Linked DNA regions of Mus musculus: region 1 is linked to region 2. Evidence: chromatin contacts called from public Hi-C data. All regions are on one chromosome and are shown on one strand. Each heading gives the region's core, a stretch centred on a gene start, on an enhancer-like site or on the middle of the called end of the contact. The rest is flanking DNA. Distances are from core to core; before and after follow the strand shown. Region 1 has its middle 27 kb from the start of D16Ertd519e. Region 2 has its middle 130 kb from the start of Gm36766.

What was found. A called contact is a pair of places that touch in the nucleus more often than the background predicts.
Region 1: a Hi-C map of cortical neurons shows a contact between it and region 2, with 2.1 times the contacts expected there. The contact joins two enhancer-like sites. A contact is called at or near these places in 2 of 484 Hi-C or Micro-C datasets (cerebral cortex and cortical neurons).

Annotation. Positions count from the first base shown.
Region 1 is chr16:70,642,493-70,645,192 of GRCm38.p6, forward strand. No RefSeq gene overlaps it. Among named protein-coding and RNA genes, the nearest start is that of D16Ertd519e, 27 kb to the left of the region's middle. Within about 2 kb of position 1,314, at least 8 of the 459 cell types and tissues checked have an H3K27ac peak or open chromatin away from gene starts, as enhancers often do. A contact at or near this core is called in cortical neurons, where this site is marked.
Region 2 is chr16:70,092,104-70,094,803 of GRCm38.p6, forward strand. No RefSeq gene overlaps it. Among named protein-coding and RNA genes, the nearest start is that of Gm36766, 130 kb to the right of the region's middle. Within about 2 kb of position 1,313, at least 21 of the 459 cell types and tissues checked have an H3K27ac peak or open chromatin away from gene starts, as enhancers often do. A contact at or near this core is called in cortical neurons, where this site is marked.

The DNA.
Region 1 (2,700 bases), core at 64-2,563, 550 kb after region 2:
TTGGCTGTATGTGTGACACATAACATGGGTTAGAGACATTTCTCACTCCTAATAGTGCTAAGGTATGAATAGATTATAGGTGAGTCTGAAAGGTAATCTTTTCCTGAGGGTGTCTTGGGGAGATGAAAAAAAATGGAGAATATGCTGTTAGAATATAAATTCGGCCTCCGGGGAAGCTGTTCTAGCTCAAAAGATTATAGAGATCTTTACAACTTTCAGAAGACATTCTGCATACACAGTAACGTGGGATATGAGACCTGGATGAGCACCAGAAGTTATTGATGGATGGCTCTTTCTGGAGCAGAAATGAAATATTCCCTACTGCGTACTGCAATGGACACTTACACTCTTATGGGCGATCCCTGAAGAAGTGGGAGTAAAAGTTGCCTATGTAAAATAGACATAAAATTAAGTAATAGAAAAAATACTGTATGTACTGCTGTTGTACGTCTTTTAACTTTTAAACATTTTTAATTTATTTTTAATTATGTTTATGTGTGTGTGTTTGCACGCAATGTGTCTGTGTCTGTATATATGTACACAAGTGCATATGCTTATATAGCCCTGATTAAGAGACCCCTGGAACTGAAACTAAAGTTGGTTGTGAACAACCCAACACATGATATAGATAGATAGATAGATAGATAGATAGATAGATAGATAGATAAGAGCGCAAGCGCTTGTGTGCTTTTTAAAAACTAATTGATAATAGTAATAACTGACAAAAGAGACTCTGTAATTTTATTTTTTTAAAGTGTGTGTGTGTGTGTGTGTGCGCGCGCGGGCGTGCGCACGGGGACAGGCGTCTATGCCATGACATACCCATGAAGGACAGAGAACATTATTTTGGAAATTGATTCTCTCTTTCCACCGTGAGTATCAAGGGATCAGACTCAGGACATCAGGCCTAATGGAGCAAATGTGCTTACTCACTGAGCCCTTCTTCATGCCCTAAAATAGTTTGTAAAGATTTGAAAGGTGATTAAATGTGGTCCCCTTTCCCAGGACCTCCCTTCAAAGTCATGAAAAATGAGGCAATAGAGCAGGTCACTGATGCCAACTTTTCACTCCGGGTCCACTTGGGGAAGACTTCCTTTGGCAGGATTAGTTCATTCATCTCCTTTGAGCTTTCTCCTGGTCCTCACAGGCTTTATATGGAATGCTTTCCTCCCCCTCCCCTCCCCCCCTTTTTTTGGCTGAAAATTTTCAGAGCTCTATTTATATCAAAGGGGACATCAAGAACCATAACACTCACTAAAAATGAAATCCTACGGCTCAGCCTGCCAACCAGCAGAGGAAGCTTGCAACTGTAAGTGAATCTCTTAAGGCAAGTCACGCACAGAGGAGAGAAGACAGGAAGAGGGCCAGGCAGCTTATGATAGAATGAGAGACGGGGCAGACTGGGAGCGGCAGGCAACAAAACCTCAAAAGACTCACAAAGAGAAATCTTTGGCTTAGCTCTCTGGAAGCCAAGAGACAGGGAAAAAAAAATCATATAATAGAGGCTGCTTTAGGTGTGGAAGGACATTGCCAAGCCCAGGGACTGGTACTGCCCAGGATGTCTGCAGCTCCGAGCAGCAGGGTGAGCATCCCACGGACCCTGAGTTTGCAAAGCCTCTGGGTTACGCGTCACACTTGGCAGCTGTATTTGATGCTCCCCTTGTCAACTGTGTCATTGTTCAATATAAAGGGCAAGAAGGAAAGAGCAGCAGCGACATCTTAAATATTAAGGTTATACAAATGACACCCTCAACATGAGATCAGAGCCATAAACATTTCAGAAAAGGTTGTTTAAATGCTCTATGTATCTGCTATTTTTATATAAGCTGACACCTCCATGGTGGCCTTGAGAAAATGGAAAAAAAAAAAACCTTTAAAGTAACCACCCTCTTTCTTCTGATCCTCTATTAACTTGTGGCTGCTATTCCCACACAGCAGAGAGATAGAACACAGAGACAGGTCATGTATGACGGGTACAGAAGGGTACTTAGAGGCAGCAAACACGTGTATCTTCATTTTCCAAATTAGATCCCTCCGAAATGTTCAGGGGCTTCTCCTTTCTTCTCTTGCAGTGTTTAATCTCTATCCTGTGAAACAGGAAACACTGTCCTTATTTTACTCTGAAGCGACTTTAATGGCAGAGATGAATCTCGATATGGAGGAAGGTGACAGGAACCCGGAATTGTTATTCAATCTCAGTTCTGTTTTTCCCCTCTATGATGATTTCATTTGTCAGAGTAGTTTTAATGCAAAGCTTGTGATCGGGATTTTTTTCCCCCCTTAAACAATTGGTACTACCATCTGTGTCACCTGAGGCTTCTTTTTTCCAATTATTATGCGTTGTAGCTTCGTGTAATGTGACACAATGAAAACATAAATAATTCCAGTCTTTCTTTGCCGGGAGAGAAATCTCCAGACAGTTACATGGTGCCAGCATACCGATTCAAGAGCAGGTGAGGTGACGTAATATTCTTCACACAGAACATGCCACTTTTTTTTTTTCTTAAACTTCATCTGCTCTTTAAAATGCTTTGTTTAGTCTGATTAGCAATAGACTTCAGAGGCATTTTCTAGGGCATAGACCTGTGTGCCTGCAAACTTCCCACTGTGCTGATGAAGCCTCCCTTCACCTATGCTGAGCCGCTGGAGTTCAGAACAACCCTAGGGCATTTTTGTTTTTTGTTTTATATCTCGTTTGTT
Region 2 (2,700 bases), core at 63-2,562:
AGAAGGAGATATAAATAGATGTATAAAATCGTATTGGAGAAGCTCAGAAGTGCTACACTCAAGAAAAGCGAGGCGATTGACAAGCAATTTAAGCTGGAGTGTGAAAGGATGCAGAAATAACAAGATTTGCATGAAAAATATTGAGATCATGAGAACATCAAATTTAAACGGAAAACTCATGTGCCTCATGATTTAATCATGAGGGCTGACATTACTGTTATAACTTTCAGTATCCTTGGCTTTTGAAAATAGTTCTATAATGAGGGTAGAGTATATCCATCTATACAGAAAACTAGGGTTATTTTATCTCGTCAGCCCATTACTACAAGGAACAGTGCTACAAGCATCTGAGATACTAATGTGTACGCTAGGAATCTTGATCATTAGGTACAGCTAAGCCCTTATTTGGGGGCACAGACTTAAAAAAGAAAAACTAAGTCAGATTATGGAACAGTCCATGGGAGCAATAGCTCAGAGCTAAGAAGGCCATCTTGCAGACAACCTGAGTTCACTTCCCAGTATCCAAGTTGGTCTGCTGGAAACTGCCCACAATTTCGGTTCCAGGGATCCAGTTCTCTCTTCTAGCCCCTAGAAGGTCAAGACCCATGCTCAAGTGCACAAACCCACACACAGACACAGAGACATACACGTGATTAAGAATAAAAACACATCATAAGGGAAAAAAACCTACTGATTGCTTAATCAATTATGATTAGACATCATTAAAATCAGACAGAAGTTCAGAATGATGCTCACAGCTATTTGTCTTGTGAAAGAAAAATGAATAAGTGTTAGGTGCCAGAATTGAGGCCCCATTTTGACGGGGTACATTCCATTCTCATGAAGCAGGCAACTGACAAAGAGCAGGTCTTACTTTCCTTTTTTATTTTTATGGCATAATAGGAGGTCTGAAAAATCTAGTCGCACTTGTTATCTCCGAGGAGAAAAAGCAGTGCCGGCTTCTGTTTATACTTTCATATCATATTGTATTGCTGTGAGCCTAGATGGCACTTCCAGTGGGACGCCATGTTTAGCCCATGAATGAGAAGACTGTCACAATCAAAAGTGCTTCGGGCACAAACAGATTTGAAACAATCTTCCTACTGACTGGGAGCAAAAAAAAAAAAAAAAGGCTGGTTCTGAGGATCATTAAAGGTTCTCTTGATGTGGTTTCAGGGGCACCCATTTAGATTTTCAAAATGTGTTTTACATTTGGAACAGTTTTCCTGGCATTAAAGCTCAGCTGCTCTCCCTGAGAACTCTCTCCTCCTTGTCATCATTTGCAGAAGCTTTCAGAGAGAGCTCACTGTTCCAACTGGGAAGGAGGTGGGAGAGGTGGCAAGCGCAAAAGCACTGATTGAACTAGCTCTCTTGACTCAGAGATGCCAGGATCACCTGCTCTGCCACATTCCACAGAGTCTGAAGCAGGGAGATGAAAGAGACTACCCGCAGTGTCCCAGAAAGAAAAGGAGGAGAAACTTTTCCCGCATTTAAATGTGCTAGCAGGTTCTGATGTAAATTTAAAAAAAAATAAGATTTTCTATCAATATAAATCATAAAGCAACTAGGCACCCAACATGCCATGTTTCTTCTCAGGGTATGTGAGCATGTGTGTGTGTGTGTGTGTGTGTGTGTGTGTGTGTGTGTGTGTGTGTGTGTGTGTGTATGTGTGTATGAGTGTGTGTGTGTGTGTGTGTGTGTGTGTGTGTGTGTATGAGTGTGTGTGTGTGTGTGTGTGTGTATGAGTGTGTGTGTGTGTGTGTGTAGTGTGTGTGTATACAGACTGAAATAATTTGTTTTGGCCATATTTTGTTGACTGTTTCATTACAAGGTCATCTTGTTATACAACATCTCATTGTAGGGATGTTTCTCAGTATAGCATCTAATCACTGACATTTTGTCACCGTCGGCGGCGTTATTTCATCACACATTTAATCCACCATTGACCTTTCATAATAATGGCAGGCCATGAAGATGATAGTTCAGTGCTGACAGTATACTAAACTCCTTAATTGTGTGACTAAAAATGCAGTCAAATTTTCCACTTTATGGTGTGAAATATTATTCCGGGGAAAAGACAAGGAAAGAAAATCACCCTTTATATCTTCTAGCTCTGAATCTCCTAAAACAATGTATGAATTTCATCAAGCTAAACTACCAGTAAGATGTTGTACATCTTTAAATGTTTTCCAAAAAATGACTGACTTGTGCTATCTGCATTTCAGTGAATGTTCAGTGGGATTTTTGAGGGAGAATATTAGTTAAAGTTGCAGAGGAAGTATGTCAGGAAATGCAAATTGTGAAGTTTGTGTTCTCTGGCAGCATCACCACCACCACCACCATCATCATTAATCATCATACTTTGAAGGAAGTTCAGATCTCTTTGCTTTATTCTCATCAACTCTTCAGTTTCTTTACAGAAGAAAGTCAGGGTAGAGAACTGTCATTCATATAAGTGGATATTAGCCCAAAAGTTCAGAATACCCAAGATACAATTCACAGACCACATGAAGCTCAAGAATTAAAAAGACCATAATTTCTTAAAATATTTTTTTCATTTTTAACCAACTAATGACACTTGCAAGCACAGTCATTTTAGTGTTCTATTCCCCTACTTCTTACAGACCTGTAAAATAAATCCTCATTGCTAAAAAAAATACATTTTCTTAATCAAATAAAAATATCATTTTGCTGCTGTTA